Regions from separate parts of the Zea mays genome. Here region 1 is linked to region 2. The links are chromatin contacts, called in public Hi-C maps. All regions are on one chromosome and are shown on one strand. Each heading gives the region's core, a stretch centred on a gene start, on an enhancer-like site or on the middle of the called end of the contact. The rest is flanking DNA. Distances are from core to core; before and after follow the strand shown. Region 1 has its middle 39 kb from the start of LOC100275911. Region 2 holds the start of LOC100127515 (ZCN4 protein).

Evidence for each region. A called contact is a pair of places that touch in the nucleus more often than the background predicts.
Region 1: a Hi-C map of ear shows a contact between it and region 2, with 2.3 times the contacts expected there. The contact joins the enhancer-like site here to the promoter of LOC100127515 in region 2. A contact is called at or near these places in 3 of 25 Hi-C or Micro-C datasets (ear, tassel and an unstated tissue).

The regions. Positions count from the first base shown.
Region 1 is chr2:59,885,263-59,891,557 of Zm-B73-REFERENCE-NAM-5.0, forward strand. No RefSeq gene overlaps it. Among protein-coding and RNA genes, the nearest start is that of LOC100275911, 39 kb to the right of the region's middle. Within about 2 kb of position 2,574, at least 3 of the 20 cell types and tissues checked have an H3K27ac peak or open chromatin away from gene starts, as enhancers often do. A contact at or near this core is called in ear and tassel, where this site is marked.
Region 2 is chr2:59,774,831-59,781,314 of Zm-B73-REFERENCE-NAM-5.0, forward strand. It overlaps LOC100127515 (ZCN4 protein), which reads left to right and starts at 3,171. Exons shown (of 4, transcript NM_001112772.1): 1 at 3,171-3,501; 2 at 3,894-3,955; 3 at 4,220-4,260; 4 at 4,370-4,845. The coding sequence starts at 3,301. The coding sequence ends at 4,596.

The sequences.
Region 1 (6,295 bases), core at 1,324-3,823, 110 kb after region 2:
CCCAACAACAAACTCCACTATGAAAATCACATATTCTTCCACCATGTTGTCTAGCTACAAACAAACATGTAATGTGTTATGGAACATGTAATGTGTTATGTGTACTATCATAGTATTGCTACTTTATCCAATTATTTATGATGTTCTTGAATAGATGATTGAATGATGCTAGGAATTTTGTAATCTTGAATAGATGATGGAATGATGCTAGAAATTTTGTAATGTATATAGATAGATATACTTGACATTTGTATAATGTAGATGTTTAATCTTTATAGGTACGGGTGACCCGAAAGGTGACACATACCCACATGGCTATGGGTATGGGTATGAGTATGGGGTAATTTCATACCCACCAGTGGATATGGTGACCCAACAGAGCTATTTTTCGTCGTGGGTATGAGTATGAGATAGTAATACCCGGTGGGTATTTACCCATTACAATCTCTAAACATGTACCACCACGTGTAACACTTTATGGGTGTTTGATTTGAGGAATCACTCTATCTAAGATGAGGTGTTGCATCATTAGTCTATTCCTTAAAGTTAGTGGGATGACCCTATTCTCATATTAGTATTAACTAACTATAATGAATGAGGTGATGATGGATCAACTCATTACATTCTATAAACCAAACAAAAAAGTGATGAGTGAAAAGATAATGGACTAGCTTATTACTTAAACCAAATACCCTATTTATATGAACCGGTGGCTCATGAAGGGCTATCTTGATGAAGAAATTAAGGAAGCACTCAATTGTATTGGTGATCTTAAGGCACTGGTTCCGATGGCATGCCGGCACTTCTTTACAGGCAATATTGGGATGTTGTGGGCAATGGTATTGTTCATGAAGTCAGGAATTTCTTGCTGGGTCGAGGAATGTCACTGATGGAATCAGACTGGTAGTTCTAATACCTAAAGTACCTACTCCGGAAAGGATAAAGGACCTGCGACCCATGAACCTTTGCAATGTGATCTATAAAATTGCTTCAAAGGTTCTGTCGAATTGCCTGAAATCGTTTCGTTAAACCAAATTGCTTTTGTACCAGGTAGACTTACAGACTTATCTGAGACAACATCCTGCTTGCGTATGAGATGACCCATTCTACGCAGAACAAATGAATGAACAAGGCATGGACCCATGGAACGTTCCGAAGACCAATTACTCCCCGAGGTTCAAATGGACTAGCTGATCTTATTGACCCTATATCTGGAGGGTGGGATAAAGACGTAATCCAAGGAATTTTCAGGAAAATAGATGTGAAAAATAAAACACATTAGGCGTCCCGACGCGAACTGCTAGTTGCATGGCATTTAGATAAAAAGTACTCTATTCGTTCTAATTTATAATTTATTTGACTTTATACGCCAAATTTAACTGACTTGTCTTATTAAAAAACTCTATAATTATTATTAATTGTTATTATGATATTATTTAGCATATAATATATTTTAAGTGTGGCTTTAAATTTTTCACTTTTTCGCAAAAAAAAGTTTTTAACATCAAACTTGAAAAAAAAAGACAAACGAATTATAAATTATAACGGAGTGAGTATCGTTTTTTCTATCAAAATGGTTACTCATGTTCTGAATGATTTATAAGAATGTCAAAGTCCAAGGCAAGCAGGTGAATCATCATCTAAGAATTCTCTACCACGTACCTTTATATGAAAAGAAATTTGGGATATGCACTGCACCCTCAAAGTCAAATAGTTTATTTGGCAATGGATGTAGATACAAACAAGGTGCCCAGTTTGCTGCCTACTGGATGAGGATGGTGCTCATTGTTTTCTAAAATCTAAATTTGTGAGACACCGTTAGAGAGCTCTTTTATTTTGACAACCCCAAGGATATGATCATGTCCCTTATGTCAAGGCATGAATTCTAGCGATGGCTACCGCTTCCAAGTCTATAGAGCCCTACTAACTCTAACTAAAATTTAGAAGGTAGATACTATATTGTTATTATATATTTTACGATTTATATCGTTCATCGATTTTCTAATATAATACTAAATCAATGTTTTAATATAATATTACTTCAAACTATTATATATATCTATTGTGTGTGGTTTAGTAAGATTATATTGATGTAACGGTTTAATTTAGTCTCTCCGCTCCGTCACTGGTTATGTCTACGGAGAATCAAATAACTAAACTTCTAGTTGCCTTACTTCTGTGATGTTGGTGGGATATGAGAACTAAAGCGGATGCTGGCGAAATCGTTAGAACTTGTGACCAAGCAATGTACAGGGTGAAGCATATGGCTGTCAAAACTGAAGCTTTGGTGCCCGACGGTAAAGTGAAGGTTCCAAGTACTATAATAAAGTATTGAAGCCCTCCACACTCCACAGCTTGGAAGATTGGAAATGGATGGTGCTTTTAAAGCTACTACAAACAATGCAAATCGGGTGATTGGGTTTTTGTAATTCGCAATCATAAAACGATTCCAGAGAACCGTAGCCTAGAACGATTCGTGGTCGAACTACTTGTCTAATTTGTATGAGGTTCAGTTAGCTAAAACGATTGTGGGGTGCATTCCTAGACAAACAAAATAGGCCCAAGGCCCAAAGCAAATCGCCCCATTGCAGCCTTGCAGGTGCCGGTAACTTACCTTCAGTACGCAATGCCATCTGTGCAATGTCTTGTAGGTTTTACTGTTTTAGTGGTTTACAAGTAACAGTTGAGCATGGGATCACACATATATACTAGTCATGTGTCCATACATTACTACAGTTTTATATATATATATATATATATATATATATATATATATATATATATATATATATATATATATATATATATATATATATATATATTAATAAAGCATAAAATATATGTTTTGTATTGATTAGGTGCGTGTGAATGTAGAGCCAACAACCAAGATTCAAACACTCGTTGGTACATAATTTCAACTTATTTTTTACATAAACTCTACTATTATAGTAGTAGAGAAGAGATTATATGAGTGCGGGTTGATTCTAATGGTGGCACGGATGGTCCGTGCGTGCGCTGAGTCAGTTATGGTTCCTAGTTTCTCGTGGGATTTGTTACCTAAAACCGCGGGATTAGCTAGGGAAACAGTTTGTAGCAGATCCAGACCTCACCTTTATATAGATGAAGGGCTACAGCTGATTGAACCCCCCAACAATCGATCAAATCAAGTCTATTTCTTGTTTAACTTATGCATTTAGGAGTAGTTCTAGTTTAGTCTTCCAATCCCAAATTCTCCGCTTCTCCTCGACTCTACGTCGATCAAAGGAGTCTAGGTCGGCCTACCGAGTCTAGACAACACCTAGGATCTCTCCTCCCCGACGGGATCCCTCCCGGGAGTGAGATCTAGGCGCCGACGACGACCTTCGTCGCCCCTGCGTACGTGCGGACCGTCCAGCCTGTAGGTGCGGACCGTCCGGCACGTCAGGCAAGGAACTCGAGTCCTGCGTCAGGTCGTGGACCATTCGCGCCTGTGCAGAGGGCACCGCCGCCGGTTCTCAATGCAGTGATTGGCGCCCGAAAAGGTGTCAACGCACTTTTGGCGACTCCGCTGGGGACAGGTGTTGAAAGTCTAATGGCCGATGAGCAACAGCAATATGCGGACTACATGCGTCAAGCGAAGGAGAAATTCTTTTCACAATACACGGTGGATCGCCACCAGAAAGTTGTCAAACATGGAGAGACCGACGTCGCATCTCTTCTATCTTCGCTTAAGTCCCCAACGTAAGTAAACCCGACGACATCCAATCTATTAAACAGTATGTAGATCATCATCAAAATCAAATGAAACAACATATTGGAGGGTTAGAAGACTCAATTAGAAAATTAACGCATACGTTGGAAAAGTCTGTTGCTCCTAGTTTTCCATCATACGAAACTAGTAATAGGGTATTTATGTCTGATGCATCAGCAACAAATGGGGATTCGCAACCCCAGCCTTTATATGGTATGTCGATGAACTCATATTCAGGGCAAATACAATCATCGTCGTCCCTACTTGGTAGATCGGCGCTCCTGAACACGGTCGGATCGTCCGAGCTTCTGCACAGACCGTTCGGTCCATATGCGGACCGTCCGGCTTGCTCTGCCAGACAATCCGAGGCCGCCCTAGGACCACTGCCGTCCCTGCTTGACAGATCAGCGACCCTGGACGCAGTCAGACCGTCCGAGCTTCTACCCGGACCGTCTGGCTTTCCCTGCCGGATAGTCCGAGGTCGCACCAGGACTACCGTGTGGCGTCCCGATAATGGCGAACACAACCAGTCAGTTCGGATTTACCACCGGACAAACTGGGTACACATACGCAGAACCTGTTGTTGCGCACTATGCACCCAATTATTACACACCATAGCAGCAATATGTTTCGTACCCTACATATTTAAATCATAATGCTCCATACAATCACAGACCGATCAACACTATCGATCGGTCACAGCAAGAAGGTCGGTATACTAATGCCCGACTAAATGAGCCCCACAGCCCAGGATCCGGTAGTCTGCCACCGGGTGCAATGGAAAAAATTATGGAAGAGATGGCCGAACTATTTCGAGATAAGTTCGGAGTTAGTGTAGCCAAAGTGGGGCAATCATACCAAAAGTCATATAATCACCGGTTTGACACTGTTCCATATCCACAAGGGGCAAGGATACCAGAATTTTCTAAGTTTTCTGGTGAGAATGGGAGAAGCACACACGAACACATAGGCCAGTTCCTAGCACATCTAGGCGAATTGGCTGATGGAGAAGCGTTTCGTGTTCGGTTATTTTCTGTATCCCTTACTGGTACCGCTTTTGCATGGTACGTCGCCCTGCCTTCTAATTCCATTAATTCCTGGAATGAGTTAGAAAGTAAATTTCATGAACATTTCTTTGCCGAGGAATATGAATTAGGGCTAGCTGACTTAGCTTCAGTTCGACAAGGACGCGAATAATCGGTTAATGATTATATCCGGAGGTTCCGGGACACTAAAACCGATGCTTTCAGATCTATGTCGCAGACAAAGAGCTAGCAGGGCTAGCTTTTAATGGGTTGCTATCCTACTTAAGAGACAAATTAGATGGGACCCAGTTCTTTTCGATAGCCCAACTACAGCAGCGGGCTTTAGCCTGTGAAAGTCGATTTAAAGAGACACCAAAATCGGCCACACATACAATACATCTAATAGAGCGTGATAGTTCAGATGATGAATCCGCAGATGTATATACCGTTATTTGGCCAACAAAGGCCAAATCTTTGGCATGTTCTTCCTTACAGCCGGTTCAAAAGAATCAGCAAGAAGAGATTAAATTTACCTTTAATGTTGCCAAATGCGATAAGATATTTGACGAGCTACTTAAAAATGGCAACATTAAATTAACTCATAATATCCCTACTATAGATGAATTAAAGAGACGTGCTTATTGTAAGTGGCATAATTCTTTTTCTCATGCCATCAATGACTGTAATGTTTTTCGTCGACAGGTACAATCGGACATAAATGAGGGTTGGTTGTCTTTTCAGGAGATGCAAGTGGACACACAACCATTTCCTGTTAATACAATAGATGTCGCATGCGAAAAGGTCTTAGTTCGGCCCGAAATGGCCGATAAAGGCAAAAGCAAAGACATCATCATTGGCGATCTTCGCACGTCAAATATATCGCAGAAGGAGGTTGCTCGAAAAGCTCTGGACAATAAGACTAACAAGTCCAGAGGCGCCGGGGGTAGACACAATTAAGGAACCGAGCACGACAACCTGACCTGAGCATCGTGGATGGTCCGGCACCTACGTGCGGACAGTCCGATGCTCATAAAGACGGTCCGGCTGGCTCAGCCAGACAGTCCACCCATGGCCAGAGGCATCAACGTCCACACAAAGCAAGGAAAGAGACGCGAGGGCAAAGCCAACATGACGCACATGGTCGGCTGGTAAAAGATGGCCCTACTTTCGATCAATTGCTAGCCAAAAATGCTAGCAAGAAGACTGTTCCAAGTGATCGGTCAACGAAGAAACCCCGGTCACCTGCTAAAATGAAACGGCTGAACAAAATGGCCCAAAAGGCAACACAACAAGCATCACATGTTCATCCTATGAGACCAAGGTACTTTCCACCCGTTTATTCATCGTCGGTATATTATCCTGTTCAAATATGGAATGGTACAATGATGAATCCATGGCACATGTATAGTCCCTTTGTCTATCCAGACTGGGGGGGCACCTCCATTATATTCCTTTTGATCCATTTATCAAATGGTCATGGCCGAGGAAAATACAATCCGAAACGGCCTTTATACATTGGTGCTTTATTGAATGATCTCCA
Region 2 (6,484 bases), core at 1,921-4,420:
CTTTTGATTAGTAGAACCAAATATTATGTCATCGACATATATTTGGCTTATAAACAAGTCACTGTTATAAGTCTTAATGAAAAGAGTTAGATCAACTTTCCCGACCTTGAGGGCATTTGAAATAAGAAAATCTCGAAGGCATTCATACCATGCTCTTGGTGCTTGCTTAACCCCATAGAGCGCCTTAGAGAGCCTGTATACATGGTCGGTGTTCCTATCATCCTCGAAGCCAGGTGGTTGCTCCACGTACACTTCATCCTTGATTGGTCCATTGAGGAATGCGCTCTTCACATCCATTTGAAAAAGCTTGAAAGAATGGTGAGCAACATTGGCCAATAATAAGCAAATATACTCTAACATAGATACAGGAGCAAAAGTCTCCTCAAAGTCCAGACCTGCGACTTGGGCATAACCGTTTGCCACAAGTTTAGCCTTGTTCCTTGTCAGCACTCCATATTCATCTTGTTTGTTGTGAAACACCCAATTGGTTCCCACAACATTTTGCTTTGGATGCAACACCAAGCTTTAGACTTCATTTCTTTTGAAGTTGTTGAGCTCTTCCTGCATGGCCATCACCAAGTCTGGATCCTTCAAAGCTTCTTCTACCCTAAGAGGCTCAATAGAAGAAAAAATAGTAATGTTCACAAAAATTAGCGGCACGAGATCGAGTAGTTACTCCGTTGCTTATATCCTGTAGGATTTGGTCCATCGGATGCTCATGTTGTATGGTGCCATGGACTTGGGGTGGAGGTGCTTGTGGAACATCTTCTTTCTCCTTGTCTTCTTCTTCATGCACTCCCCCTTGATCAATGCCATCGTCTTTAGGTACCTGTTTCTCATCTCGAGTAGGGGGTTGCGCCAAAGTCGAGGTTCGTGCATACAAATAACCATCTCCCCCGTCATGTGGTTCGTGCATCCACTATCGATAATCCAACTTGAGCCCCCAGATGCATAATCCGGCAAGGTGAATTTAGGCTTGGGGTTTAGGTACCCAACTAGTGTTGGGTTCTATCAGGTTAGTTACATAGGATTTTGGTACCGAAATGCAAGTTTTACCATTCTTGCTTTTGGGTCCCACATTAGAAGCAACAACACGATTAGATTTGCAATACAACACATTGGAAGCATCAATAGTAGAATATGAAATAGAATGAGATGCATTCTTAGTGTTAGGCACATGAGAAACAACATGATGAGCATGGCACCTAGGTCTACTCCTACCATGAGCAAAGGATGGTCTACTAGAAGACACAATCATGGCATGAGAATCGAAAGCAACATCATGACGCATATGATAAACATGGTGATCAATACAAGCATCATGATGAACATTGCGAGCATTACGATAAGTATTCTTAACATGAGCATACAAATAAGCATGGTTCTTGTTATCATGAGAAGAATGTGAACTACTAGCCATAGGGGCTTTTCCCTTCTCCTTAATGAAGTTGGGGGCCTTATTATGGCTCTTTGTGTCCTTGGCTCCCTTATGGAAGGCAAGACCATCCTTAATGGAGGGATGTCTACCAATGGTGCAGACATCCCTTGCAAATTTAATTTTCTCAACCTCATATTTGAAAGTTTTAAGTTCAACATTTAATCTAGCAATTTCATCATTCAACTTAATAATGGTAGAGGCATGATTAACGCAAGCATCAATATCAAAATCCTTACATCTATTACAAATTGATACATGCGAAAGAGAAGAACTAGACACATGACATTCATCCAATTTATTACTCAGATCATCATTAGCATTTTAAAGAAATGGAAGAATGACATGAAGACAACTCAGCAGATAATAAATCATTCTTCTTCTTTGACCATAGAAATTTGGAAGATTGTCAATACCCTCGTCGAGAATGACAGTGCTATCAATGTAGAACTACCATATATATGCACCTCACATCTCTTTCTTTTATTATGAGCTTCTAAATCGTTGTTGGACGAGGAAATGAAACTTTGATATGTGGTAGTTCTAAATAATTGAACTTTAAAATATGAACTGCTCATTGTTTAGTGTTAGTAATTTTCAACGGTTTAATAATTACTCTAAAAAATTAAAACTTTAAATATATAAAACACCCATTGGTGGACTAAAACAATCTAATTAAATTCTATAATCACACTTTGTCCGTCGGAAATAACTAACACTAAGGTGCTGTTTGGTTGGGTGTAAGGAGTGGTAACGACAATGGAATCAGCAGCCGGTGTTATCCGGTGCAGAGTAATGATTACTGCCCTTTGTTTGGTTATTGTGGGCAGCGTTTTCTGTTTTTATGGTATTGGATGACGATAGGTGGGGAGTGGGAATGAGATTCTACAGGCTTATATCTGATAACGCTGTTATCAATTACGGAGTACACTAACCAAACTCTAAGGAACGGTATCAGCTATCCCAGGGAATGGTTACGGGTCTAAAATGGCTGAACCAAACAGCTCCTAAATCATATTGGTGGACGATGCGGGCGCATGGACGATGCGGGCGCTCGGTGGCGGGCATGGGCGCTGGCGCAATAGAGGGGGCGCGGGCGGGCGACGGGTGCGCATGGTGAAACGACGCGACGGCTTGTTGAGTGGCTCGATATAGGCCGGCGTCAGTCGTCAACAGAGAAAGCGAGTTGAAGAAAACGCGCGTGAGGCCGGGAGGAATGCGAATGGTGTTGGCTCGTCCATTTCCTAACTTATCCTATTTCTGAAGGCTTAAACAAAGACCGTCAGAAATTATCCGATGGTTATCAGACTAAACCATCGGACATAATATAATTTCTGAGGGCTTTGTCTGACAGTCATTGGAAATTATATTATTTTTGACAGCCACTATAGTCCGTCAAAAATTACATTACTTTTGACGGTCTCAAGGACAGCCGCTCGAAATAATTGTGGTCGTCGGATTTGCTGTAGTTCTATGTTGTGCTCCCTTGCAATTGCAAATCACTCTTGTAACTCTCTGAGAACAAAACATGTTTGACCAAAGCGGTTTGTGCATATGAGCCGGCAACGCATTACTTTAGCCACCGCCTTCTTATAAAGAGAAGAAGGGAACCAATGGTCGTCATGCATGTCCTTGTCGAACCTTTCGGGAATAATCGGATCCCAAGACCTTTTTGTATTGTGCCTGTGTTTTACGACAATGAGCCAATGATTCAGGCGAAAACGACGGGTCAAGAATGCTGTTGTTAATTATTCACGCTCCATTTCTCCCAGCCCGCGGCTGGCTATAAATAGAGGAATGCGTCGGCCACTGAGCCGCAAACCAAGACTGCTACGACCTCTCATATATATTATCAGAGCTTAGCCATGTCTAGAGCGTTGGAACCTCTGGTCGTCGGCAAGGTGATCGGGGAGGTCATCGACAACTTCAACCCCACGGTGAAGATGACGGTTACCTACGGATCCAACAAGCAGGTGTTCAACGGCCATGAGTTCTTTCCGTCTGCGGTTCTGTCCAAGCCGCGCGTGGAGGTTCAGGGCGACGACATGAGGTCCTTCTTCACGCTGGTTGGTTCCCTTGTTGATATCTCCTCAATTTCTCTCGCACAAAACTGAGATGCGATTGATCAGTTAATCTCTCTTAGCTTACGACGACAGGTGAGTGCATGCATCGTCGTCAGCTTAGGCCCTGTTCCAATATCGCGAGATAAACTTTAGCAGCTTTTTTTTAGCTACTTTTAGCCATTTGTAATCTAAACAAGAGAGCTAATGGTGGTAATTGAAACTAAACTTTAGCACTTCAATTCATATAGCTAAAGTTTAGCAGGAAGCTAAAGTTTATCCCGTGAGATTGAAACGGGGCCTTAATTAGGCCCGTAGTACTGTAACAAATTTCAGCTTTTGCAAGCTGATGATGCCGTTTGTTATTATATATATATTATTGTTGTTGTGTTCTTCAGGTCATGACTGACCCAGATGTGCCAGGGCCTAGTGATCCATACCTGAGAGAGCACATCCATTGGTGAGCGTAAACACCGGCCTGTTTTTTTCATTAATTAAGAGTAGTAAGAAAGAACCAATTGTACATAAAGGTTCAAGCGCATATATGACTAGCTAGTTGACTATAAGGATTACTAGAAGTGCTCCGCGCTAGCTGCTGCACAAATCATTCTAAAAAATGACTGAAGCAGCCAGGTGCACACAGCCACACACACGTATATATAATACGGTTACGCATGAAATATAGCTGACAAGAGAGTAAACTTTGGTCGACACCTCTTTACAGGATCGTCACCGACATTCCTGGAACAACTGATGCTTCTTTCGGTAAGCGCCCCTTCTTCAGTTCATCATCGATTTAATGTTAACGAACTAATTCTAGCTAGACAGGAGCTAATTAAAAATCGAGTCCGTACGCAATTACACATGGATGCAGGAAGGGAGTTGGTGATGTACGAGAGCCCGAAGCCGTACATCGGCATCCACAGGTTCGTCTTCGTGCTGTTCAAGCAGAGCAGCCGGCAGTCGGCGCGCCCGCCCTCGTCCGGCGGCGGCAGGGACTACTTCAACACCCGCCGCTTTGCCGCCGACAACAATCTTGGCCTCCCAGTTGCCGCGGTCTACTTCAACGCGCAGCGGGAGACTGCCGCGCGCCGCCGCTGATCGATCATCACCGCTACCTCTTCCCATGCATCTCCTTTCTCATCGCGTGCATGGCGCATGCAAAATTTATCGATCTATAGCTACTATATATGTGGCCTTTATTACTATTTCCTACAGTATGTGGCTATCGTCGTCAAATAAGAGCTTATGACACCTTTCAGCGAGAGCTAGCTAGCTGACCTGTCTCGATCGATCTGCTAGCAGTCTCTCTGTTCTTCGTTTTTTCGGTCAATAATCAATTAGAAGCTAGCCTCTCTAGCTGTGCATGAATGAGCACTCATGTATATGTAAAGATGCAACTCGTGTGGCACTGTGTGTGTGTGTGACCACCTCAACTCCATCAGCTCCTTCACACGGAGGTGAGGTGAAAGATGCGTGAATCCTGCTCGGAACACGCGTGCTTGACTGGGAGCTAGCTGTCAGCGGTACGGTGCTTGTGAGATCCACGACGTGTCCAGTGGCGGTGACGGGAGATAAAGGCCGTGGCCTGCTGGCCCATGCATGCATGGCTCTAGCTAGTGCTCTCCCCCTTATATTACCCACATTAGGCCTTGTTCGGTTACATGGGATATAATCCCACCATGGATTTAATCCGGGTATAGATTGGGTGAATCCATATCTCACACCCAATCCCATGGTGAGATTAAATCCATCAACAAATCCATGTGACTTTCAAAGCTAGTTATTCTTTTGATCCATGGATTCTAATGTAAACTTGTGCAATATCTCATGGATTTGTTCCATACCTAATGGGCTATGGATAGAATCCATGTCTTCCATAGTTTAAAAAATTCCCAAACCTTTGGGTTATATTCCGGGTTTAACCGAATAAAAAAAATTAAGTAGTCATGGATTATTTTGGGACATGGATTGAGGCATGGATTTAATTCCAATCCATGCTAATCCAGAGCGGGATTGGTGTAAACGAACAAAGCCTTATATTGCCGCTATGCTCTATGCTTGTGTGCCTGCTTGCGGTCCGTCAGTCTACATGCGTTCCTGACCCTTTTGGATTGCTTTATCTTGTATTCTTGTGTAAGTTGTGGCCATTATTTTTCGTGTAGAATGTATATGCATGTTTAATGTACCAGCTGTGTTTTATGTAATATATTCATTAGAATGGCTGTGATCGTGAGGAGATGCATCTATTCTTGCCTTCTTGGCCTCCCTTTTGCACATCATTCGGATGTCTCCATCAGTCGAACACCCAATCAAATTCCACCGAAACACCCTTACGCGCGCTAGCCCATCCAACCGATTGCCCATGCTGCCGCACCACGCGTCCCGCTCAGCCGTCGTTGAACCCACTGCTCCCCGTGTGTAATTAGCTAACTATACTCTAGTCCAGTTCAACCCACCACTGTGCCGCGGCCTACGCCATCTCAACATCTGCAGTTCCTCACCGTTGCGTCTGCACTCATCCGTCACAACAGCCACCTCTTGTTCTCGGCTCATCACACACCTTGAATTCTTGAATGTTTATTCCTCGACGGCTAAAATAAATCTTAAATTGTTGAATGTTTCATTCTTGCAAAATTTTAAAAGCGATGAATGGCTGATGTAAACTTTGAATAGTTTAATATTTGTTTATGTTGTACGTTGTTGGGGACTTGTTCTCAAATGCTATGCATTAAGAACAAGACAACACAAAAATAGGTTAATGGTTAATGCCCTTCGTCATTCGAAGCATTATTTCTCTAAGGATATAACGATCTTCGGACGAAGGTCATGAAGGACGTATCTTCATTATCACAGCATATATCAATAAAAAACGAAGCATATGAAACATGAGAAATAACATGGATAATCATATGACACCATTGATATATCTTTTATTATATAATCATGAATGAATAAGAACAATATTGAATTACATTTGTACCTTCGG